Linked DNA regions of Mus musculus: all the other regions are linked to region 1. A link is a contact called in public Hi-C and promoter capture Hi-C data. All regions are on one chromosome and are shown on one strand. The core of a region is the stretch at or near the end of the contact, and the rest is flanking DNA. Distances in the headings are between cores, read along the strand shown. Region 1 holds the start of Rnasel (ribonuclease L (2', 5'-oligoisoadenylate synthetase-dependent)). Region 2 holds the start of Axdnd1 (axonemal dynein light chain domain containing 1). Region 3 holds the start of Ivns1abp (influenza virus NS1A binding protein). Region 4 holds the start of Trmt1l (tRNA methyltransferase 1 like). Region 5 holds the start of Cep350 (centrosomal protein 350).

Evidence for each region. Promoter capture Hi-C pulls out the DNA fragments that hold promoters and counts their contacts. A called contact is a pair of places that touch in the nucleus more often than the background predicts. Capture Hi-C pulls out chosen DNA fragments and counts their contacts.
Region 2: a promoter capture Hi-C map of pre-B cells shows a contact between it and region 1, with 3 times the contacts expected there. The contact joins the promoter of Axdnd1 here to the promoter of Rnasel in region 1. A contact is called at or near these places in 2 of 39 promoter capture datasets (liver and pre-B cells) and 1 of 115 datasets of contacts at active chromatin or transcription factors (astrocytes).
Region 3: a promoter capture Hi-C map of adipose tissue shows a contact between it and region 1, with 2.8 times the contacts expected there. The contact joins the promoter of Ivns1abp here to the promoter of Rnasel in region 1. A contact is called at or near these places in 1 of 39 promoter capture datasets (pre-B cells), 1 of 484 Hi-C or Micro-C datasets (CD8 T cells), 2 of 115 datasets of contacts at active chromatin or transcription factors (memory CD8 T cells and thymic regulatory T cells) and 2 of 9 other capture datasets (adipose tissue and liver).
Region 4: a Hi-C map of CD4 T cells shows a contact between it and region 1, with 4 times the contacts expected there. The contact joins the promoter of Trmt1l here to the promoter of Rnasel in region 1.
Region 5: a promoter capture Hi-C map of liver shows a contact between it and region 1, with 2.6 times the contacts expected there. The contact joins the promoter of Cep350 here to the promoter of Rnasel in region 1. A contact is called at or near these places in 1 of 39 promoter capture datasets (neutrophils), 1 of 484 Hi-C or Micro-C datasets (CD4 T cells) and 1 of 9 other capture datasets (liver).

What each region holds. Positions count from the first base shown.
Region 1 is chr1:153,746,754-153,751,798 of GRCm38.p6, forward strand. It overlaps Rnasel (ribonuclease L (2', 5'-oligoisoadenylate synthetase-dependent)), which reads left to right and starts at 2,673. Exons shown (of 9, transcript NM_011882.2): 1 at 2,673-2,854.
Region 2 is chr1:156,418,666-156,423,710 of GRCm38.p6, forward strand. Axdnd1 (axonemal dynein light chain domain containing 1) reads right to left here and starts at 2,250. Exons shown (of 26, transcript NM_001346967.1): 1 at 2,181-2,250; 2 at 1,670-1,865; 3 at 574-746. The coding sequence starts at 1,763.
Region 3 is chr1:151,341,489-151,346,533 of GRCm38.p6, forward strand. Ivns1abp (influenza virus NS1A binding protein) reads left to right here and starts at 3,010. Exons shown (of 15, transcript NM_054102.2): 1 at 3,010-3,267. It also overlaps the pseudogene Gm10138.
Region 4 is chr1:151,426,224-151,431,268 of GRCm38.p6, forward strand. It overlaps Trmt1l (tRNA methyltransferase 1 like), which reads left to right and starts at 2,319. Exons shown (of 15, transcript NM_026876.4): 1 at 2,319-2,879. The coding sequence starts at 2,654. Swt1 (SWT1 RNA endoribonuclease homolog (S. cerevisiae)) reads right to left here and starts at 2,212. Exons shown (of 20, transcript NM_025819.4): 1 at 2,074-2,212.
Region 5 is chr1:155,970,856-155,975,900 of GRCm38.p6, forward strand. Cep350 (centrosomal protein 350) reads right to left here and starts at 2,400. Exons shown (of 38, transcript NM_001039184.1): 1 at 1,994-2,400.

The DNA of each region.
Region 1 (5,045 bases), core at 1,423-3,922:
GTATATTTTTATCTGCTGTTTGGAGCATTCCAGAACCCTGGATGATAACATGTAAGATGTGGGCATCAGTTAAGCCAGTATGTCACGGAGAACGCAACAGCCAAAGAAACCTAGGCCGGGGCAGTGCTTTCGAGGGCCGAGGAAGGCCAGACGATCCCTTGCGCTCTGCTGCCCTCCTGTGGCTATAACTATGTATTGTCTTAGGTTTGTCTGACTTCTATAGACTATTTATCTATGTTTAATTATGTGTGCAGGTGTGTGGCTTTGTGCCCATGAACGCAGGCGCCTGAAGCTGGGATGAAAGGTGGACATGAGTCGCTCAATGTGGGTTCTGGGAACCGAACTCGGGTCCTCTAGAATAGATGTATTCTTAACAGCGGAACCGCCCTCTCCAGCCTGAATTTCTTTCAGTTTCAAAAGCTTTGCTTTTCCCCGTGGAATTCTATGTCATGGCTAGAATTTGTTGTTTATTAATTCATTTTTGGTGAACATTCAAAATTATGAAATTGGAATTATTAACACAATTCCTAACACAGTCAGTGTCTATAGGAGTTATGGCAAGATTTCCTTAGTTCTTTTAGGGCTAAAATTTATCTTCCAATCTGGAAGGTCTTAGTTAAAGAGACTGTTCAGGGATCCAGGGTCTATGAGGTGTAAATTCAAGGCAGATAGAATGCTTGAAATTGGTCCAGGAGAAGAAAGAGAAGGCCGAAGTTAGGTATCCGATCCTAAGTTAAGTAGTTGATGCTAAGGGTGAGAGATGCAAGGGGCTTAGGTGCTATATTACAGGGTAGAGTTACCTTCAGGGGACAAAGGCAGGCAGGCAAAGCTTGCAGCCTTTCCCCTCACATCTTGGCAGTACCTGGAAGATGCTGCACACTCAAGGGGAGGGGCTTCACCCTTCAGTTACGCCTGCAGGAAATACTCTCAGAGACCCACCCAGAGCCTTTCTCTTTGCTAATATCCTATGCAATCAGGTGACCGCTGAGACTAACTGGCACAGTCACAGATTCAGGCACTGACTTAGACTTTGAGTAAAGCAAGAATCTGTGGATCTTTAAAAAAATTTTTTTTTCTTTTTACATCAAGCACCCATTTAAGGGAGAATTTTCATTTTAGCCATTCACAGGACAGCTCACAGAAAGCATGGAGCAATATTTAGAGCCACACGACTGACTTTAATCTGGTGTCTGCAGGTTGCTAATCAGTATGTTTCTCAATTTCTCAGGCTCTCACTTTGTATTATAAAATGTGACTATAAATAGTATTGGCTTCAGAGAGGTTTTGTGATGACAGAAAATGTGTGAAAAGTGTGTGTTAGACGGCTTGGTGACATGCTCAAAAACAGCAAACACTTGTCTGCGGCAGATACTGCTCTAAATACTCGGCATATGTTAATTCCTGTAATTCCTGTAAGAATCCTATAACATTAAAGACATAGAAGCCAGAGCGTTTATGTGAATCACTCCAATAAATGTAAAGAGATACCAGTCAGCTGGAGCTGCATAGCAGCCAGCCCAGACCACTCACACATTGCAGATAGGAGAAGGTCAACCTTCTACTGGTACAACGTTACAGCACTGGCTTCTACCCAAGTTCCCAGAAGGGTTTGGTAAGCTAAGTGCGAGTCTGGATGTGAGCCGGAAGTCTGATGTTCTTTTTGGTCAAAGGAAGGATCGAGGATACCACAGTGGGAAGTGGTTCAGGAGGAAGAGGGAAAATGCCCTTACATTTGCGTTGGCCGTTTGTTTCCTCTCCGTGTATCCAGTCCAGGTTTCCCACTCACTCCTGTGCCTGCTGTCTACCCTTGGTAAATTATTCCTTCAAAGTTTAAATCCCACCCAGAAGAGATCTTTGGTTCAAGATGGTCCAAGGGAAGTCATGGTTCCTGTCTTAGACTCTCCTGTCATACAGATCTGTCCTCCTCCATGCAGATCTGTCCCAGCATTTGTCCCTCCCCAAAGCAGACAGCTGGTACCAGGTGCCCCTCCCCCCATGCTCACGTGATGTGACAGCTAAAGAATTACTGTGTTTTCTTCACAAGGGGGACTTATACTTCCTGCCCTGGCCTTGATCCAGAGTTGAGTTTTCTGGTGGAATCTGATGGATGCCTTCCTCTGTTAATTACTGGGTCTCTCATCCTTTATGTGTTTATAGTTTAGGATTTTATTATAGGCACATTTTGTATTATAAGTGGCCTCAAATCATTTTTAGAATTGGGCTTTGGAAATCATAAAAAATAAATAAAAAGTAACAAACCAGCGCGCCAGCCTTACCTCTTACAAATCGGTTAGATCTTCAACGACTCCGGGGTCTGCTCTGGGTTGTTTAAAGCTCTTCTCTAGGGAGAAGGTTCCAGGATGCGGGAAATGAAACTTAGCTTTTCAAAACGACCCATTCGGACTAGCTGGTTCTTGTAAGCGGAACCTATTCTCCAACATATCAACTGTGGCTCAACTCTAAATATGAGGGAACACACATACGGGTGAGCAAGACGGCCCTGGCAGCTCCGCTCAGCGGCGGTATGAATTACTTCCCCCAGACACAAACAACCCCATGGAAATCGGCAACAATTAGAGTAGCCATCCCATGACCTTGGGGGAACAAGACACAAACAAGGGAACTGAATGAAGACCAAAAGTAGCTGAACGTCGCCCTCTGCTGGCTAATCTGAGTGATTTCTGCTTTCTGTGGCAAAGCTCCTCTTTGTTCTGTCTGGTTCCTAGAAAACAACAGTGAAAGTGTCCTTCGCGGAATTTCTCTTGCTTCCGAACAGCATCCAGTTGCGCACGAGTCTTTGTTTCCTCGCACCCCAGATCATTCCTGCCACCCCAAGCCTGTCAGGATCACGTATGTAAGCAAGGCTCAGAGGTTTCTGGGCGGAGTTCTTATTTGTTTATGACAGGCAAGCTTCCTGAACACAAGCTAGCTGCTCTGGGTGGGGCGGAGAGCCAGTGTTCTCTAGGAGTCTTTGTCACTTCGTCTGCTCAGGACAAACTAATGTCACCTGCTCTGGGCTGGCACTGGGTGCCTAATTCTAACAGTCTAGGTTAAAGGTAACAGTGTAGGCACTCCAATTAGTAACCCTTCGATGACTCATACGTGACTTGTGGCTCAGGTGGCCGTCAAAAACAGAACAGCTTTAGAGTGCCAGCTCAGAGCTGTGGTGGTCGGACAGCTGGTTAGTTTTTCTCAACTAGATACAAACTGGAAGTCACCTGGAAGAGGGAACCTTAACTGGGGAATTGTCCCCACTAGCTGGGCCTGTTAGCATGTTCCTGGGGGGCATTTTCTTGATTAATAATCAATGTGGGTGGTGTCACCTCTGAGCAGGTGGTCCTCAGTTATAGAAGGAAAACAAGCTGAACAGGCCACGGGGAAAGTCAGTAAACCCCATCCTCCCATAACTCATAAAGGAAACACTTTACTGACTGCCTGCGTCTCAGGGACTCCCATCCCAGTACTCTAACGGCCCCTCCACATCTGCTTAACTCTTCCCTGTGGGGTTTTCATCATAAGATACAGCACAAGATGCAGTTGTTTGGTTCCCCATCTGGCTTCAATGATAACGAAGGCAGGAGCGTCCTTCTCTGTGATGTAGCCCAGTTTCCAAAGCACAGCAAGCTACTTACCCGCTTTGTTCCCTGGATTCTCTAGCTGTAAAGTGGGGGTGAAAAGCAGTAGCTATCACAAGATTTGCATCCCTGGGTTGGTATTTGTGAAGTGCTCAGAACAGTTCCTGAAGTACACTCAAGAGCTATACAAATGTTTTCTGTCCTTAGCATAACTGCTGCCACACCACCACCACCACCACCACCATAATCCTTGTTACTATTATCTGTTCAGGTAGCAAAATAGCACACAGGAAGACAGACCAGAAACGGCGGGATATATCGAGGCACCCACGAAGCCCATAGGAATAGGGACTGCCAGGGACTACTTCATACCTAGAAATCTTATTATACGCCTTTTCTTTTAAATGTACTTAGAGACTCAGCAGGCAAAGGTGCTTGCCAGACAAGCCCGGTGACCTGAGTTTGAGCCCTGGAAGGGTGTACAGGAAGAAGCAGAGAACTGACACCCAAAGTTGTCTTCTGACCTCCATCAGCCTGCCCAAACACACACAGCATGTAATGCACACACACACACACACACACACACACACACACACACACACACACACACACACACACACACACATTCCTTCTCTGCATCAGGAGCAAGCTCTGCCCAGAGCTTTGGAATTTTGTAGTAAGCTACTGTAGTCCAAGCAGCACTTACAGTCATCACTGGCAAAAGACTCTCTGCCTGCCATGTATTAGCTGTGGGATGGTTTGACTATGTGTGATGGTTTGTATATCCTTGGACCAGGGAGTGGCACCATCTGGAGATGTGGCCTTGTTGGAATAGGTGTGACCTGGTTGGAATAGGTGTGTCACTGTGGGTGTGGGCATAAGATCCTCACCCTAGTTGCCTGGAAGTCAGTCTTCCACTAGCAGCCTTTGGATGAAGATGTAGAACTCTCAGATCTGCCTGCACCATGCCTGCCTGGATACTGCCATGCTCCCACCTTGATGATAATGGACTGAACCTCTGAATCTGTAAGCCAGCCCCAATTAAATGTTGTTTTATTAAGACTTGCCTTGGTCATGGTGTCTGTTCACAGCAGTAAAACCCTAACTAAGACACTATGTTTACCCCACAGAGTGGCACTATTAGGAGGTGAGGCCTTGTTGGAGTAGGTGTGTCACTGTGGGCATGGGATTTAAGACCCTCATCCTAGCTACCTGAGAGCAAGTCTTTTCCTAGCAGCCTGAAGATAAAGATGTAGAATTCTCGACTCTTCCTGCACCATGCCTGCCTGGACACTGCCATGCTCCCACCTTGATGATAATGGACTGAATCTCTGAACCTGTAAGCCAGTCCTAATTAAATGTCCTTATAAGACTTGCCTTGGTCATGGTGTGTGTTCACAGCAGTAAATTCTAAGACAAGATGGCTACATAGTAGATTGTGCGTTCATTTCCTTGTTTCCTTCCAAGAAC
Region 2 (5,045 bases), core at 1,000-3,499, 2.7 Mb after region 1:
CAGAAGAGGACATCAGATACTGTTACAGATGGTTGGTAGCCACCATGTGGTTGCTGGGAATTGAACTCATGACCTCTGGAAATGCAGTCAGAGCTCTTAACTGCTGAGCCATCTCTCCAGCCCCTGGCTTTGTTTTTGTTTTTGTTTTTGTTTTTGTTTTTGAGACAGGATCTTATTGTATAGCCCAGTCAGCCTGGAACTTGTGGCAATCCTCCTGCTTCGGCCTCTGACGTGATAGAACTATCAGTGCCAGCCACCATGCTCAGCAAGATCTGAATTTTGAATTTTGTAGTTGGTAAGATGGCTCAGCAGCTGAAAGAGCTTGCAACCCCATGCATGACTTGTGCTCCCCCCACCCCCAGCCCATGCTGGAGAGAGAAAAGCAGACCTTGAAAGCTGTCTTCTGACCCTGAGCCCAAACTCACACACGAACTAATAATAACGGTTTTTTTTAATTTAAATATGCATTTTAAAAGATCATCTGAACACAACTTCTGCTCACCAAACACTTAACAAAGTGAATTTTAAAAAAGGGATTGTGACCCCAAACATGATAGGTATGTATATACAAACCTTTGGGGCTTTAGGTTTCTTCACAGGCAGTAAGCTTTCAGGACAGGGACCGGCATTAGCTGCATAGTTCAGAGAGAGAAGAACTTCCTCGGGGATTCTGTAGTCATTCTGAAGGGGAGGAAGGGGTTTGAGGTGGTTCACCATGGATTTTTTCTCCTTTAGCTCAGGAAGCCCTAAGGAAGTATTAGGAAAGACAAACTTTTAATGGAGTGTTCCGGGGAGTTAAAGTTTCCCAGACTGCCTCAGCAGTATCCTGTGTTTCTAACAAGAAGGGTGCCTCTAGCAGAGGAGCCCAGCTACAAAGAATACTTAAAGCAGGAGTAGCTAGAAGGGTGGAGGGAAGAGTGGAAGGGGGATGTGAGAACATGCAGAGAGATACAAAGTAAAAGGCCTGGGTTACACAGAGTGAGTGTACAGCCAACCCAAGCCCCAACCCCTCCACTGCCCTGCAACATAAATAGTGAATAGGTAGCTAGCTCAGGATAGAGTGCTTGCTTAGTGTAAGTCCTTGAGTTGAATCCGTACCTCCTTGAGTTGATGATGGAACTGTAGCAAAATATAAATAAGAAACAACCCAAAAAGCTCTGTGACCTTAAGACTGGAGATAGCCTCAGTCTGATGAGCAAGAGTGAGACGGTGACTGCCTTGATTCTTATTCTGGTACAGGTTCTACATTTATCATTACGTCTTTTTACATTTTTCTTGAAACAGGGTCTCACTATGTAGCTCCCACTAGCCTGGAATTTACTATGTAGACCAGGCTGACCTCAAATTCACAGAGATCACCTGCCTCTGCCTTCCAAGACACAGCCCCAAGGATGGAAATCTTAAGGAATCTCAAAAAACATCTTGAATCTTATACAAATAGGCATATTGAACTAAGTTATGTTTTTCTTATCCACATAACTATGTTTTTAAAGCTCCCTTGAAGTCAGAGAAGAAGCAACCAAACTTCATATAGCTATTAGTATTTAAATGAAGATGAAACAGTATTCTGACTTGGTGAGTGTTCAGGCTGGCTAAGGAGAAAGGGAGAACGGATTGCAAATTCTTTCAGTAGCCCTAATGGTTCTGTCCACGGCATCCTTAAGTTTACCTTTTGCCTCCTTGACTACATAGAGTTTTGCCTGTTTGGACTCAGATGTTGATGGGGAGGTCAGCGAAGTGTCCGACACTTTGTGGAGAGACATAATAATCAATGCCTGGGATCACTCTCAGAACTATTAATCCTCCAAAAAATTAATTCAAAAACAAATCAAAATCGTGTTCAGACTTTCAAGCTGTCCATAATTCTGTAGGCAAAACAAAGCAAATGAACAGAGAGATCTCTTGAGTGTTTGTGTTCAGACTGAATTTCAGAATTCATCTGGCGTGGTTTCCTTTCTTTGGGGAGCCCTCTAAGATAACTTGACATGACAGAGATGGGGTATGGGTGGGTCAGAGTCAGGGCCCAGCCCGGGAAAGTCAGGCTCCGCCTCCCTACAGACTGCGGGCGGGTCAGCGCGACCCAGCTCCGCGGGCGCGAGTGGGGCGGGGCTCCCACGGTTCTTTCAGCAAAGTCCTAGGACTGCACTGTAGGAGTGCACGACACCGGCCGCTGTACCCACAAGTTGTGTTTGCCGCCTGGCGTCGGAAGGCCATCCCTTTTCCGGAACGCCCTGCGTCGTCATAGCAACGCAGCACATTTCTGCCCCCCCCCCCACGCTCCCCGCTCCCCCCCCGTCCTAGCAACTTGCGGGCCGAGCCGCCTCCGGCAGAGCCGTCAAAAGAAAAGAGATGAAAAGGAGTCTCTACACTCTCTAGAAGTTTCCGTGTGTTTTTAGTCATGGGTAGTAGCAATAAGGAAGAATATTGAATCGGGTTGTTGTCTCGGAATGGGATAGGCTCTCGAAACCGCGCTTCCGGGTGCAGACTGCGCAAGCGCAGACCTGCGCCGGTAGAGACTCCCCGGGCCCTGCCCTTGCAGAGAGGGTGATGTAGCAATGAGACCTTCTGCTCTTGAATCTGTTCAGGGCTAGCATAATCTATGAGTTCTGAATCCGCCAGGGAAACTTAGTGACAACCTTGTCTCAAAAAGAGAGGAGGAGGAGTAAACTAGCAAACAGCCTAGTTCTGTTGTTCAAGTCACTTCTATGCACTCAGTTCGTGTTCGTAAGTGCGGTTCATCTTAGTGTCAGGTAGCTTTCTATGCCAACAGTAGCTGAAGGAGAAGACAAATACCTGAGCAGGACTTTCTCACCTAGGCTAATGGAGGTTACAAAGAAAGAAATGGGCCCCAATTTGCATTTGCAGTAGCATCGGCTCTCTAGCATTCTCTCTAAAGAATCTACTGATTGTAGGAGCAAGCACATCATGATCAGTAGTTGGCAACAATCTTCCCATTGACGCGCCTATGGAAACGAGCACAGAGTAACTCTGCTCACCCTGCATGACCTAACTGTTGCCACCCATTCCTGCAGTGCAAGGGAGATGGGAGAAATCTCTTCAGAGATTGTGTCCATTTATTGAATCAAATGGCTATTCATTGTCGTGCAGGGGCAAAGGACAGCATGGTGGGGGGGTGGGGGGGGGTGTCGGTTTATGAAGGTTTAGGGTCCACTTGGACTCAAGTTAACCAAGACTGTGCATCTGGCTTGTGACGTTGATAAAACAGTTTGTAGATTGAACAAGAGAAAGCTCTTGTGGGTGTGCCACACTCACGGTTGGCATGACTGCTCACTTTGATTTTATACTTTTAATTCTTTTAGGTTATGTATATGTGCTTATTGTGTGTGAGGGAAGATGCCCCAGAGAAGAGGGAATCAGACCCCCTGGAGTTACAGGTGGTTGTGAGCCACCTGACATGGGTTCTAGGAACCAAATTCAGGTTATCTGCAAGAGCAGTCTGCCCTCTTAGCTACTAAACCATCTCTCCAGCCCCCAAATGTTGGTTTTAAATAATGCTGTTAGAATTGCAGGCTTGAGTTTCATTTTTAATGACAACAAAATCATTAAATGGTGGAATGTGGTGGATGGAACACACTTTGTAACCCCGGCACTGGAGAGATGGAGGCAGGAGGATCAGGAGTTCAAGCCTATCTTTGGCTACATAATGAATTTTAGACCAGCCTGGGCTACATGAGAAAGGAAAAAAAAATCTTAAATTTTAATTGAGATCAGCATATTTGTGCAAAGCTGTGTTCTCAGCATCGGTGTTTATATCAATTTAAAAACAAAACTTTGTACTGGAGAGATGGTTCAGCAGTTAAGAGCACTGATTGCTTTTCCAGAGGTCCTGAGTTCAGTTCCCAGCAACCACATGGTGGCTCACAACCATCTGTAATAGAATTTGATGCCCTCTTCTGGTGTGTCTGAAGACAGTGACAGTGCACTTATTTATATAATAAAATAAATAAATCTTAAAAACAAACAAACAAACTTTGAAGATGCTCTACATCCTGCACTATTAACATTCAGTCAGGATCTAGAAACCCAATGTAAAAATAAAATCGGCTAAGCATGGTAGTACATTCCTTAAGTCCCAGCCCTCGGGAGGTAGGGGTGGATCTTTGCGAGTTCCAGGCCACACATAAAACAAAACAAAACAACAACAACAACAACAAAAAACAAACAAACACTCCAGAGAAAAGGAGCCATGAGCGGAAAAGCTTAGGCATTCTGCTACAGAGCCCGACAGCTATGGAAACTCTCTGAGCTTTGAAATGTCTGATGAGGAGTCACTGTGCAAGCAGGGAGCGCTCACTCAGTATGTGGGAGGGAACAGGGACCTTCAACAACCGCTCCAGGGCCTTTCGAAAGTCACTTTCAATACTGTGGAGCAAGCTGATGCAGCTGTGAATGCAAGGCCACACAGGAAGAGTGGTGGGACCAAATAAAACTATCCAGAGGAATTTCTCAAAGACCAGGTGCACCCAGAACTGAAATAAAGATCTCTGTGGGTGGCATTAAGGGCTCCAAGGAACAGTTTCATATTGTTTTGCACAGCATGAAAGATTTTGAAGCAATTGACATCACGGTTGGCCAGGACAGTGAGAAGGGGTTTTGTTTTCATATCCTCCACTGAGCATGATATCCTAGATAAGATTATCATTCAGAATCAGACTGAATGGCTAGGAAATGAAGATAGCTCTGTCAGAGCAAGGGATAGATAGCCAGTGCTTCCTCTAGCCAAGGTGGTTCCAATGAGGTAGTTTGTGGTAATTTTGCCCGTGGCCATTTTGGTGGCAGCAGTGGTGGCCATCTCTCTTTCGAAAACTTGCTAATGATAGTGGTTGTGGAGGATGCGGCCTTGGTTATTCTGGAGGGATATATATGCTCAGCAGAGGTGTTGGTCATGGGCAGGGCTATGGAAAGCCAGGCAGCAGCTCTGTGGGAACGGCAGCTGTACAAGCCGCACAATGGAGGAGGCAGCACCTGGTAGCGGTGGTGGGAGCAGCAGTGACCTTTACATTGGCAATGTCATCAGTCATCAG
Region 3 (5,045 bases), core at 1,760-4,259, 2.4 Mb before region 1:
GCACAGACGTTTTAAGATGTAAACAAACGTCTGACCTTACGGTTAATGTTGACTAAGTTTCTTGAGTATCAGAGTTGCTAAGTGGGTAATGTTTAACGAAATCAATCTGCCATGACTAGCATGCCTACTAAGAGAGGTGGAGAGTTAGAAGAGAAACGAAGCTGGTTCATTTTCTTAGAGCCAGCCATAAGAAGGGATCTGCAGGAGTTTTTAACTTTACTGTGGGGAGAAGTTGCTAGGATCCTTGCCAAATGTTTTAGGGCCCTTTCCCAGAGATTGAAAGTCATTGGCCGTAGGGCAGGGCTTCTAATCATAGTATTAGTCTCTGCAGAGAGAGGGGCTCCTTCTGTTCTGAACATACCGAGACACACTGTGCATGGAGGGTTTGGTAGCAATCCATGCCCTTGACTAACAGCAATTAGGACTTATCTCCCAACTGTTTTCACACATTGCCAAAGGTCCCCAGGGACAAAGTAAGTCCCTTCCTTTGAAGAATACCTGTCCCCAGTAAAGCCTAGAGACTTGTATGCCTGCTAAGAAAGATCTCCCTTCTAACTCAGGTTAAAATTTTAACTCTCAGTGCCTCCAAACATGGCACTATTTGGGAACATAGTAGCTTCAGATTTAGCTAAAATAAGCCATACTGGGATTCAGTGGTGCTTACACCAGTATGACTGATAACCTCTTAAAAAATAAAAAATTGGATGACAGGAATATCAAATACATATTAGAGTCCATGCCCTGTATGTATTTCTAGTACTTGGAAGGCTGAGACAGGATGATAATAAGTTCATATTCAGACTGGGCTACATAAGACCCCCCCCCCCCCGCCCACACACACACACACACACACATGCACATCCACACACAACGTATTGGAATTAAGCTGCTGAAGTCTAGTAGCTGGAGTGCAGCCACAGAAGCATGGCCTGCACGGCCTGCATGGCTGCATGGCCTGGGGCAGATCCTTCCCTAGTCTTAGAGAAAGAACCTCTGACTAGTCCCTTTATCTCAGACTTAACTTCCTATAACTGGACACAGACATCTTTCTCTTAAAACAGTCTGTGATAATTTGTTACACTAGCCCTAGGAATTAAGTACATTGAGAATAAACAAATCATTGGCCAGAATTCAGTATGGGACAATATCTGAAGCATGATCAAAGAGAAACAACAAAGGTGATTATTGTCACCAATTCCCAACTTATCTGACATAAAACATACACCCAAATAAATTAATAATGATCAGTCTTAGAAAATCTGTGTATATAATGTGTTTGTGTGTTTACAGTGTTAGAGATGAAACCCAAGCACCCTGGTGCTTTAGGCAAGCACTCTACTGCTAAACTATGTTCTCCGCCCCGAGATCAACATTATGTCCTTTGTTACTATTACAAAGAATGCAAATAATCATTTATGGCTCACTTCCAAGTGTCAGTGGCTATTATACATACTGAGATGCCTGAAAGACAGATACTATGTAAAATTATGCCAGGATTCATAGAGCAGGAAATACTGAAGGCCAAAATGCACTGACTCCGATCACACTGTCGCTTTAAGAGAGTGTTGACTGTTCCAGATTACAAAGACGCTATTTAGTGTACAGCAAGTAGGACCATGTGTCCGGCAGGCCAGTCATGTGCCTGTCCCAAGTGGGCAGTTCATATTCTCTCACTGCCAGAAGGAGCTCAGTAATCCAGGTCCCTAATAGTGTCATTTGCAACAAAAGTAATGTGCTATCAAAGAGAAAAGCTGGACGGCAAATGCCAGTTTCTCTAAGACACATAATCATACTAGCTGACAGCTCAGTTTCTACTTCCTCCTTTTGTGAAACAACAACAAAAAAGAAACGTCTCCTGGCCACAAGATCTTATTTTTTAAAAGTAATGAAGACCCCCCTCCCAATTTCTATTTCCTACCCGCTAACACATTAAAGAAGGGTAGGAAGCATTGTCAAAGAGCTCCAAGAAATGGCTACAAATTAAGCGGGATGATCAAAGTCAGGTCTAGACTGTGTAAGCGCCCTCTATAAACCAGTATAAGCATTAATCTGGAAACCTTTACCTAACTCGATTATGTGTATACTTTATAGACCTTTGGATATAATCTCACCAAATCCCCTCATCTTCAATCAAGGAAACTTCCCAGCATGTGCTTCAGAGTCATATGAAGAAGTGGAGCCCAGCTTAAATCACATTTGACCTAAACAACTGCCTGCCTCCTAGGGGCAAGGTGGGTGGATGACTGGGCTTGGCTCCTGGGTTAAAAGGCCCCAGGGGGTAGAGATAGGGACTAACAATTCCCCAAGCTACTTTTCTTTGTCCAAAGAAGTCGAGACATCAGGAACTGATACCAGAGGGGGACAAAAAGTAGAAGTGAACACGCATTTTATGGCACACCGATAATATCTCTTTCACCTTTTTTTTTTTTTTTTTTTTTTTTAAACACACTCACTGAATGCTCACCCAAAGCAGGCCAATAGAGGGGCTAGTTGTTCAGGCCCTCCTCTGACTTATCCCTTCTTCCTCCATTCTTCTCACCCCTCCACCTCCAAGGTAAGAGCCTGATGCTCAACTACTGCCGCGGGGTTCCCACAACACGCAGCTCCAGTCTAGGCTAGTTGCCTAGAAGTCAGTGTGACGCTGAGAACTCTAATCGCCACGTCGGATCTCTGGAGAAGGTAGGGCAGGTGGAAGAGGAAGGAGGGAACCAGTTCCTGGACAGTGGAAAAAAAAGGGCGAAGCGAGGGTGTGAGGCTCGGGAGGGAGCGCGCGCTCGATAAGTAACAGGAGGAGCGGTCCCCGCCGCCCCGCTCTCCCGGATCACCTTGCGCTGACCTAGTTGAGCCGAGAAGGAAGGAGGGGGCGGTTGAGGAAAAGAGCTATGAGGTGGGCGGGGCCCTGTCCGGGGGCGGAGCCTCAGAGCGGGATCTTCCCGGGAGCTCGCCTGTGATTCGCTCAGGCATCAGAGCCGGAAGCGGCCGGGAGGCGTTGGCGGCAGCGCACGTGGTGACGTGCGAGGGAGTGCGGCGCGAGCGCGCGCGGCGGCGGCGGCGGTGGCAGTGTGTTCGGGACGCGCGTGGAGGTCGGTCAGTCGCTCGGAGGTGCTGGGCGCGTCGTGGCGGCGAGCGAGTTCCCGCGAGTACCCACTGGTCTTCCTCAGCCCGCAGCCTCCCGCCCGGTCGCCCCGAGCCCCTTCCAGCGCCTTCCGCCTGCAGCCCGTCGAAGCTCTGGAGATGAATTTCGCCATCTCTTCAGAGATGACCCAGGTAACGCGCTGTACGCGGGCGCCGCGGGAGGGAGAGGGCGGGGTGGGAAGATGGTGGTGGTGCGGAGCGTCCCGCTGTCCCGGGAGACACGGGCATCGCGGGGCTCCGCATTCGGCTCGGTTGCCGGCTGGCGGGGGAAGAGCGCGGTGGTCCCGGACCTTCCTCCGCCGGGGCGGGGATCGTCAGGCTTCCGCGCTGGGTGACGGAGGGTCCCCGGGACCTGGCCCGGCGGAGGACTAGGAGGGATGACCCGCCGGATGAGAGCGGCGGCCACCGAGGACTGTAGACATCGTTTCCCGCTGTCAGGAGCGAGGTGCCGGCTGCGGTTTGGGGCTCTCCGGGCTAAGACTCCCCGCGGCCGGCGCGTGGGGACACAGAGCCGCCCTCAGAGCGCATCGGTTCCAGGGGTTAGGCGTGGGGTGGCACGGAGTCCCTGGTCGCCGTGGACCACGGGGTCCTTTGTTCGAGCTCCACGTTGCCCGCTTTTCTTGCCAAGCGCGGGGAAAAGGAGGCGGGAGGAGCGAGGGAGCGGCTGCCCTGACGTGTCAGCTCTGAGTGACTGCGCCGCCGGCCAATCGCGGCCAATCGCGGCCGGGGGTGTGCGGGTGCCTCGCTGTACCCGCCGAGAGCGCGCCCCAGGCCTTGCAGCGCGGGGTCCCCGGCGCGCCGGGGCACAGGCTCCATGTTCTCTGAAAGAAATAGGTGGAGAGCAGGCTTTTCGTCCGATCACCTTTTTTTTTTTTTTTCTATTTTTGGGTAAAGGACCTCGTTGATAAGACACCGGGGAGTGTCAGAGTGGAGATTAACGTAAGGAAATCTGTACACACACACACACAAATTTGAGAAATATTTCCGCCTTTCCCTCAATAAGTTGCAGATAAATGATTCCGGAGAGCAAACATTTCGATCAAAAAGAAGTCGGACGGCCTAAAAGGCAACGTTTTGTTTAATGTCTGTCAGTAGTGGAGGTTAGAACACCCAGATATCAAGTTCTTAGGAGTTTTGTTGTGGTCTCCTGTTTTGGCAATACACCATAGCTCTGGAAGTAAGAGCACACAAGCCGCACGGACTAAATCACCTTAGCCATATTTTCTTTAATTTTAACACCAGTGGTTGACTTAGGAAAAAAATAACTAAGAAAATAGTTTCAGGTTGAATCCTGCTAAGTCTTTAATATCTTTAAAATGTTAAAGGACTTATTTGTAAGCCTGGATGTAAACATTGACTGGGTAGAACTGGATTGAAACCAATATGCTGTAATGCCACCTAGCAGGCATTATATCAAACCCACACTTTGGTGGCTTCCTTGCAGGGAGGCCTGGGGTGGCTTTCTTTTGATTTCCTAATTAGTGAAATCTTGAGTTAATTAATAGATTCCCATTTCTGTAGCCTTTGTCTTAATTTATAGTTGCCTTCTAACTTTGTCTTTTCCAAAGACAGCATTTCACGCTTTATTTTAGTTATTGGTGGGAGGTTGACCTTGTTTTTGCATTTCTTGTTTGGATGTTTTAAGTGCCATATAAATTTAGTTTTTCAAAAAAGTTTCTTGACTGTCTTGGCCAGTGATATTAATGTGACTTACCCCAGAGGGTTTTTTGTTGTTTTTGTTCGTTTGTTTGGTTGGGTTTTTGTTTGTTTGTTTTTGTTTTCTAGCTTTTTAGCAGTTTGATGGTATAGTCAGATGCTGCAGGTAGGAATTTTTGAAGGTTGAGCATATTCCTACCTTCTGTTGGTGTTAAAAGTATTATTGGAGTGATTTCTGGTTCAGTTACCACTGT
Region 4 (5,045 bases), core at 1,069-3,568, 2.3 Mb before region 1:
TAATAAAAACCATGATTAAAAGCAACTTGAGGAGGGTTTATTTCACTGACATTTCCACAACACAGTCACTCAAATAGTCCAGCAACCAAAATCAAGTTTCTGGCATGTGAGTAACTTTGAAGCTGACCCATGTCAAGTCTTTACCTGACAACAGTGGATCTACCAGGTAGCTTCAGTATATCGTCGTTAAAGACCCAAATCCTAATACAGCCAGGAAGTTCATTTTTAATTCCTGGTCCACAAAAACTGTTGAAATTATTTTTATTGTTGCTTAACAGGGCCGGGCGTGGTGGCGCACGCCTTTAATCCCAGCACTTGGGAGGCAGAGGCAGGCTGTTTTTCTGAGTTCAAGGCCAGCCTGGTCTACAGAGTGAGTTCCAAGACAGCCAGGGCTACACAGAGAAACCTTGATGTGAAAAAACAAACAAACAAAAATATAAGATAGCTTATGCAGTAATGCAACTGATGCTTAATATACTCTCCTAAGCCTTTAAACTGAAAATTCCCTCATGCTTAGAAATTCTGAATTTAAACTGCCACAGAATCCCCATGCTAACATTAAATTGTTGTCATCTGTTTTCTAGCTGGTGTTAAATAAGGTTAAAATATTGAGTCAAGCTCTCAAATTAATCATTTACTCTTTTTATAAATGGGAAAAAAAAAAAAACAAGTACTACAAGTACTAAGGATGTCATTTAGAGCTAAGACACAGTGCCTGTTATGAATACCAAAGGCAGAGGGAGGGGTGAGGTGGGGTGAGGTGTTCTGTCAATTAAAAATAATACCATTTCTTTTTTTTTAATATATTATGTATTTATGTGCTTTATGTGTTTTGTCTGCATTCAAGTCTCTGTGAGGGCATCAAATCCCTGGGACCTGGAGTTACAGATGGTTTCCATCTGTCAAGTGGATGGCTGGGAACTGATAAGAGTCTTCCGCAAGAAAAGCAGGTGACCTAAACCACTGAACAATCTCTCTGGTCCTAGTTACCATTTCTACAGGTTGTAATAGGTGCTATTGTCTCACTTTTAATCGTTAAATAGTTAACTCCCCACATAGGAATCCTAGTCCAAAAGCGGTTAAAAGGCCTTCAGTCGTCTTGTGGGGCCAGGCTTCTGACCTTTAAGCTAAGGAGCTAAGCAAATACTTTACCACTGAGATAAGTACATTCGTAGCCCTTAAGGGCTTTAGAACTTGCAAAAGACTGGTGGGGACAAAGTTTACGTTAAACTGGGGAAGGAAAAACACCTTCAAACACTCCAACTAGGAAGGACAATGAGAGAGCAAAACTTCCAGACAGCATTTCAAAGTAACAAACAATCACACACCGTCTCCTATGGTTTCCCAACAGAGGAAAAAAACCTGAGAACCTCCCCTCTTGCCTTAAACGCTCAAGACAGTCCGAAGCAGGCAACCTGAAAGAAAGATCAATTTGGGTTGTTTTTGTTTTGTTTTTCCAGTCTGCTCCAGTGTGCTTATTAGAAATAAAGTGAAGAGAACAAATAAGACTTCGGTGATAAACAAGTCCAGGATATATATATTTATAAAACTTGAGGCGCAGAGGATTCCCTGGCCATATTCCTTAGAGAATCTGAAATGCATCAAAGTGATACATTTGTTAGTAAAAGCCTAAAAAAAAACAAAACAAAACAGGTCAAAACTGCAAAACAATCTCCTACAACCACACCGCGCCTATTCTGCTATCCTTAACCTAGAGGCAAAATTGAAAAAGTGAAGAGCGTCCGGGTCGCAAGTTGTGGGGGGGAAAGTTGTGGAGAGCGGAGTCAGGACTCTACCTCAGGGGGCTGACAGAAAAGTGCTTCTGGGATTCATAAACTGCCTCGGCCCACCCCCACACAAGCCGCCATCGGTCCCCCCACCGCCTCAGGTCCAGCTGGAGCAACCCGGCCACACACTCCACGAGCCGGCCGACCTCCGACCAGCCCCCGCAGTCGCCCGGCCCAGACCTCAGCTCGCGGGTCCCGAGCCCGACCGACGTCCGGGTACAGGAGGCCAGCAGTGAAAAGCTGTCGCCCAGAGAGATGTCCACGCGCCCGGAATACCCTAACTTACCTGAGTCCGCGGCAGCAGCAGCCACAGCGACAGTGGCGATTCCCCGGACCAGTCGGACACCCAAAGCGCCTTCCCAGAGCCCGCTGCACACTGGGAAATGTAGTTCTGTACTCGGACCCCCGCCAGGAGCCGAACGCTCCAGGCAATTCTAGAGTTCTCGGCGCTCTGTGTGTGTTTCCTCCAAGGACCGGAACTGAGCACCGCCCATGAGGCGCGATGCCTCCTGGGTGTTGTAGTCTTATTTCGGTTCGGTGGCGGCCAGTGATGCAGAGGACGTACCGAGGAAACGGAACTCTTTTTCCTCATTGGACACTGTCCGCCACACGCTTCTGCGCAGTCTGTGGTGGCGTCGTAACGCCTCGGGGAAGGGGAAGCCGGCGAAGGGTCGAACCGCTGCCTCTGGCTTTCAGTTTTTCTGCTGACAGGGTTGGGTCACTGGAGCTCCGCCGTTTGTCTGTGGCACGCGTACAGCCTTCCCAATTGCTTCCCCGCCCTTGGATCCAGCCCTGTGTGCATTAACGTCTATTAACCCACTCCGCCGCGAGTCCCCTCCGCGTCCCCTGGCTCGGAGGCCGTAACTATGGAGAATATGGCGGAGGAGGAGCTGCTACCCCAGGAGAAGGAGGAGGCCCAGGTCAGGGTCCCGACCCGGGCCCCGGATTCGGCTCCGGTCCCAGCTCCGGCCGCAGATACGGCTCTGGACTCGGCTCCGACGCCGGACTCGGATCCAGCCCCAGCCCTTGCCCCGGCCCCGGCTCCGGCCCTGTCCCCGTCCCTAGCCTCTGTCCCCGAGGAGGCTGAAAGCAGTAAGTGCAGACGGCCTGATCTCTCTGCCGCAGAGAAGCGAGAAACCATGCCTCGCTGGGGAATAGGGGAGGCCCTTCTCCAGGGTGTTTTTTTTAATGTGGAAAGGCAAATTTAGAAAAATGGGAGGAGGAGGAGGAACCAGAGCGGCAGGTAAGAGTAAAAGGAATACAGCATGGAAAGGGATACTTCTTCCATAAACCTCGAGGATATCATCCTGAAGGATATATGAAGGCCAGGCGTGAGGCAGAGAAAAATAAACAATGAAATTAGTGGCTGTGTCCGTTAGTGTCTTTAGTAGTTTCCATCTCAACCCAGTCTACAATAGTTTTAAAACTTTCCACTGTGTTACAGTAATGGAGGTACTAAGGTAGTAGTAGATCAAGATTGAGAAACTGAAAGCATTTTTCAGTCAGGACTTATACACACTGATGGATTTGTCTCATTGCTGGAGTATACTTTGCTCCCGAGAATAGAAACTCCGTCTCTTGTATCTGCCAAATACTAATTGAGCTTTGTACTTCATTCCAAAGGACAACGATCGTGAAAACGTATAGCCCATATTTTTATTTTCTGAATGTGTTTATACATGTTCCGAGTGGTGGTTTTTCGGTTCATATAAGAAACATAAGACTGATAATTATTAGCATTTTAAGGATCTTCTTAACATTTTGCACAGCGGGCCTAAAAAAAAAAAATTCAACGAGTTTTGTTTTTTTTTTCAACAAATCTGTGGTCCATAAATGGATCTTTATACTCCTTCTGAATTATCGCGTGAGGAATTAATTCATATTTCTAGGCCAGTTGGGGGTTAAATGTACATAAAACAGTCATAATCTAAGAGAATTATTTTGCAGTTCTACAACCACATTCAAGAGCAGCAGAATTGATCCCAGGAAAGACAAAAATCATCCAGTAGACTCATCATTTGGGATCACAGCTTTTAGTGCAAAACAAGGCCTTTTCTCCCTCTACATACAACCTGATGGATAGGGACTTTTACACTGTTAAGGGAATAGCTACCACCCACCTGATCATGTTTAAATCGGACATAGTTCAGCTGTTTGGGGAATGCTTCTTTACTTCTTCACCATTTTAATGCCTTAAAATGCCTCATGGGGCATAGTGACTCCTCATGGTATGTATGCCTGTAATCCTAACACTCCAGAGATTCAGGCAGGCCTGGTAGCTTGGAGATCAACCTGAGCTGCCTAGGGAGACATTGTCCCAAAAGTCTGTCTTAGGGGAAGAGGGTTGCAAACATTTGATTATATGTGCTACAACAATTACAAATTTCTACTGTGAAGAATTTGTGCTGTTGAAACCTTTAAACACGCACTAATCCTTTGAAAATGTATTTTCAGATCTAGTTAGTCCTTTGAAGGCAGTAGCAGCTAGGCAAGATGAAAATGGTGATTCTGAAATAGAATTGAAATTTGAGGAAAAAGTAACAGAAGAAATTGTGAAAGAACCTTCTAGTATATTGGGTTTGTCTGATTTAACAGGTTTACTTTATTGATTATGAGTATGCTATTTAAAAAAAAAAAAAAAGGAGTGTGCCGGGCGTGGTGGCGCACGCCTTTAATCCCAGCACTCGGGAGGCAGAGGCAGGTGGATTTCTGAGTTCAAGGCCAGTCTGGTCTACAAAGTGAGCTCCAGGACAGCCAGGGCTACACAGAGAAACCCTGTCTTGAAAAACCAAAAAAAAAAAAAAAAAAAAAAGAGTGTTTAAATACAGAATGATATTACCATGTTGAACCAGAAAAGATTAGAAAGATATAAAAAGAATTTTCAGACAGGTTTTGAAATTTTCCTTCAATAGTGGACTAGATAATTTTCAGTTTTCTTTTTCTAACTTATTAATTTTATTAGGATCCTCTTATATTGTACTGCCTAACAGAATAATCCAGGAGGCATATCTTTTATGCAGCATTATATATCCTATTGCACATACATGCCTGAACTATGAAACAGAACCTTTCTCGATTTCAAATGTGGTAGTTTAGTTTGTATAAATGAATTCTTTTTGGACCATCACTATCCGAACTAAAAACTAAGTTACTTTTTTGGGCCTGTATTTTATTCTAAGTTTTTGAACAAAGCCTAGTATATGAAGTTTATCAAGCTCATATCTGTAATTCCCGAATTTGAGAAGCTGAAGTAGGAGG
Region 5 (5,045 bases), core at 1,150-3,649, 2.2 Mb after region 1:
CTGACATGGGGGAAAGTCAATAAGGAAAACTATTTTGCACTTTGACCCACACAGCACAAATAACAATCACAACTACAAAGAGAAGTGATCCATTATAATAATTCATGACTTATTAATAATTAATAAAATTTTATGAAAATGCTAATGCCTTTAAAAACCAGAAATCACAAGGAACAAGTGTCATGTGCAAAGGAAGAATGTATTTTTAAAAATATCTTGAAATAATAACAAATAGCAAAAGTATCTAAGGCTAATATTTAATTTAAAATGTAGCTAATTCTAGAACATCTGCAGAATAAAAACAGCACACATAAATTAATGGCTTTGTATGTTCATTTCCACAACTACAAAATAAAGATCTGAGTCCCCTTTGCTCACAAGAGTACACAAAGACTAATTCATGGAAGTACACTCGTCCCCCCACCCTCGCCCCCAAAAAGTCAGTTATTTCGTAAAACTTCTCTTTTGCCCTCATTATAAATTATAGCAGTTTAACAAACTAAAGTGGTTACATAAGGACTTCACTTCCTTTCTTGTTGCCTCTATATAGTGTGTTAAAAATGGATTTTAAAAAATGACAATCAGAAGAAAAAAATTTTAAAACTTTAATTCATAAATGTATTAACACCATAAAAGGTTGATTCTATAGTATTGATGGTCTTAAAATAATACTATACACCAATACATGTCAGAAAAAAGTCTTTCATATTTATACAAAATTGTTTACAAACATTACTATCACTATAAGCACAAAGTTCTGCTATGAAAAGACAAGATACATATTTGTCTACATATACAATGTATTCTGGCATGACCTTCATATTCTGATTAAGGTGTACTAAGTTGAATGCAGTAACAGTTCAGATTTGTTGCATTTAATAGTTTGTCAATTTAGCATACAAAACCTCTTACACTTTCATGGGCTTGCAATAACTTCTAGTACAGGTCTAGGAGTCTCCCAAAGTCACAATCCCAAGTTATTAGCAGCACGCTGCCTTTTTAAAAAGCAGTATTTTAAATTAAGAAAGTTTTTAAATGGAGAGCAGTTTGTAGTATTTCATTATTGCCTCTTCAAAAATTCCCAGGTGCTAATAGTAGGTTGGTCTAGGATGGACTGTCCATTTAAATCTTTAAAATACAAGCGAAGGGAGCAGGTTAACATGGCAACACTAACGACTTCTCCAATTTCAAAACAAGAAACACCAGCAAAACAATTAAGTAGAGTACATGGATACCGACCACTATTCCTAAGGGCCTATTTTTTCCCCCCAAATGAAACATTTGTTACAACATCAAAAAATCCATTTAAAAAAAAATCTATACCTATTTGCAAGTTCCGAACTTGAAAACTAAAACCCTGGCAAATTTCTGCCTGTATCTGTGACATTAACTAAATATGATTTAGCATATTAGTCTGAATTTAAAAGAGGGGGGAGGGGAGGGAAAGTGACAACTTCCAACGTGTAAGGCTTGTTAAATGTCACCCCCTCTCCACCCAATCATGTGTGAATAAGCCGGTGGACTCCATTCAACAACTGCTGCTGGACTGGAGGTGATCAAAGTTTTCCCCATACTGCACTTTGAGAATATTACACCCAGGAAAAGGAACAGAAACTGTTCCTGACACTGGAGCTAGTGCCCCGGAATTTCCCAAAATATGCTCGATCTCCAAACGAAGAAGGGACACTTCGGAGACCAAAGGTGAGAGGTGGCTTAACTCTATGCAGACAAGAGGAGGGGCGAGGGTGCTGAGGGCGACACTGGCAGGTAAGCAAAGAAATCTTGTCTTCCGTGGGCACCAGTAGGTCCGGGAGCCCAGGTCTCAGGATGACCCTCCAGGAAAAGTCTCGGGACCCAAGGAGGGTCCCCGGGGGGGACGTCAGGCAGTGCCAGGGGGGCCCCGCCCCGCCTCTCTGGCCACCTCGGGGACCTGGGACCGCGGACAGAGACATCCGAGGCGGAGCAGGCTCCGCCAGGTCTCCCCGCAGCTCACCTGAGAGTGTCGCCTCCGCCCTCGGCTCCCACGGTGCATCCCGCGGGGCCTGGCGGAGGGTGCAGTGACGCCGCCCCGACCGGCCCCAGGGCTGCCCGGCCTGGCCTCCCCGCTCCGGGGACGCACCGGGTGCCCGCCTCGCCCCGGCTCCCGGGATCCGCCGGGCGGCAGGCAAGGAAGGAGAGGCGCAGAGGCGGCCTTCCTCTGCCCCGCCGCGAGCCCCCTCCCGAGCTGCGGCTCTCCGCAGTCCTCTCAGGCGCAGGTCCGGCCCCGCTCCCCCGCCCCGGGAGTCACTTCGGCAGCGGCGGCCCAGTCGCCATTACAGCTCAACAACTGACACGGAGGAGGAGCGGCGCCGGCGGCAGTGGCGGTGGCGGCGGCGCGAGGCAGGGCGGGAGCAGTCAGGGAGGGAGAGGGCGGGGGGGGGGGGAGAGAGACTCGCCAAACCTCGCGAGAACTGTCCGGAGACGGTTCCGCAGGAATGCAACCCTGGGTGAAGGCCAGCCATGTTGAGTGTGGCCGACGGAGGAGCGCGATCGGACCCGAGGCTAGAGGATGCGGGGAAGCCATCTTTGGTGTGGCGCTTTGGGAGCTCGGCGGGACTCGGGAGGAGCCAGAGTCTATCCGCAGAGGAGACCACCCCCTTCCCTTTGACGCTAATTGGGCCTTCTGGCTGAGCGGGTCACCCCCGAGCCAAAACACGCTGAGGACTTGACAAGGGTGACCCAGGGATCCGGGACCCGGCAGACGATTCAGAAGGAATCGTCACTCTAGGCGGATCGGAGTAACCGCAGCTTTGCGGCTGCTCGCTGCTGTCACTGCGGCCCTCTCATTGGCCAGGGGTTTACAGTTCTGTTCAGCACGCACACTGATGGCTTAAGCTCTTTCCAAAACAAGCAAAAACTACGTTTCCTTTCCCTTCGGTGTTGTGGTTTGAGAAGCCCTCTGGGGTCAACATATTTTCTCTTAGCTTTGTCTTTGTCACCAGCCTCCGCTTGGTGAATTTTATCGTCTGTCAAGACTGTAAAGGACAGCTTTTCTGCGAATAATGCCTGACACCTTCCGCTAGGTGCTCACTGCAGCTAAGCTCTCCACCTTCTGGGCTCCGATAGTTACTTTGCCTCGAAATTATTTCTCATCTAAAGTACCATGGGTGTCTTAAAGTCTCCTTTTTCTATGTATACCCAGTAGGGCCTGGCACAGTAACTACAACACTGTAGATGTTCAATAAATGTTCGCTACCTTGACCATATCAATAAAAGCAGACGACAATAACTGATCCTCCCCATAAGACAGCCGCGCCTCAGCAGGAACTACGTGAATGTACAAAAGTCCTGCACATATGTCAATGTATACACCCTCCCTGAGAACAGCACTTCAGCAAAGAATGAGAGTTGTGGAGATCCCGAGTACGCAAGCAGTAGCAAGAAAAAGATTTGAAAGGTGGAACTGCGGCAGGGAAATGGATTAGCAGGTAAAGGGAATTGCCACCACGCCTGGCGATCTTAGTTTGATCCCCGGACCCAGAATGGTGGACCAAGAGAGCAGATTCCTCTAAGGTGTCCTCTGATCTGCATTGCGTGCAGGTGCATGAGAAGACATGTATGATTACATACATACATACATACATACATGTAATAAAAAGAAAAGTGAAATTTACCTTTTCTCCAGCCTAGTTATTTTAAAGAACGTATCCAATCCCCTTATTGAGTTATGATTACTTTTTAATAGTGGGTTCTGAAACACTATCTGCCCAATATTATAGCACCAATCAATGGGAAATAATCTCCTTTACTCTAAAGCTAACATAGTTTCCCACCTCCTACGTTACCTCGTGATCAACAGAAAGGCAATGAGGTTTTTGTTATGGTGTCAGCATTGCTCTCTGCTATCAGCCTGAACTCCTGTTTTCATCAAATTTCCAGCATTGGTTCTCAACTGCGCTCTCTCTCTCTCTCTCTCTCTCTCTCACTCTCTCTCTCTCTCTCTCTCTCTCTCTCTCTCTCTCTCTCTCTCTCAGAAGATCCTGCAGGTTGGCATGGAACTCACAGTCTTCCTGAGTGCTAGGATCACAGACCTGCACCACCATGCCTAGATACTAGATAATCTCTCTTCTTTTTGACACTCTGTGATTTCTTTTTACTCCCTCAAGAATATTGGCTTTCAAGTGTATCATAGTCTGTTCGTTTCCCTCACAGTTTTATGAAAGTAGCCACATTCCTCCAGTGCAAATGATTAAATCAGTACGTTCAGAGGGTGCCTCAAGTTTTATCCCTACCCTGCCTCCAGCTGCCAAGATAAGATTAGTGGAAACTTCTCACTTCCTGCTGGCAAAGCTTTTCTCTCTCCATCTCCCTGAAGATGGTACAATAAAGTAGAAAATGCTCTCAACACTTGTGTGTCCTCTGAGCCCTCCAGACCCTCCACTTAATGCCTATGAATCCAAGCTAATGTATCTATTCAATAGGATTGTCTTGAAAAGCCAGGCATAGTGACACATGCCAGTAAGCCCAACCTGGAAGGCTGAGACGGGAGAATTGCCATGAGTTTGGGTGTTTATACATTGCAGTTGTTCTATCTGCAAACTCCACAATGCTGTTCATTGGACAGATGACAAAGTATCCTCTTAGAGTTTTGTGGGTTGATCATGTTTCATTGCGACATCTGTCATCTTCATGGTACACCAAGATCATAAGATCATGAACTCTGTAATCACAAAGGTCTGGATTTGGAGCCTGGTGGAGCTATGTATTCGTCGTATAATTTTGGTCTACATATTTGTCCTAGTCAGGGTTTCTATTGCTGTGAAGGAACACCATTACCAAAGCAACTTGGGGAGGAAAGGGTTTATTTGACTTACACTTCCACGTCACTATTCATCCACTGAAGGAAGTCAGGACAGGAACTGAAACAGGGCAGGAACCTGAAGGCAGGAGCTGATGCAGAGGCATGGAAGGGTACTGCTTACTGGCTTGCTCACAATGGCTCGCTCAGCTTGCTTTCTTATAGAACAGTGGTTCTCAGTCTATGGATTGTGACTCCTTTGGGGGTC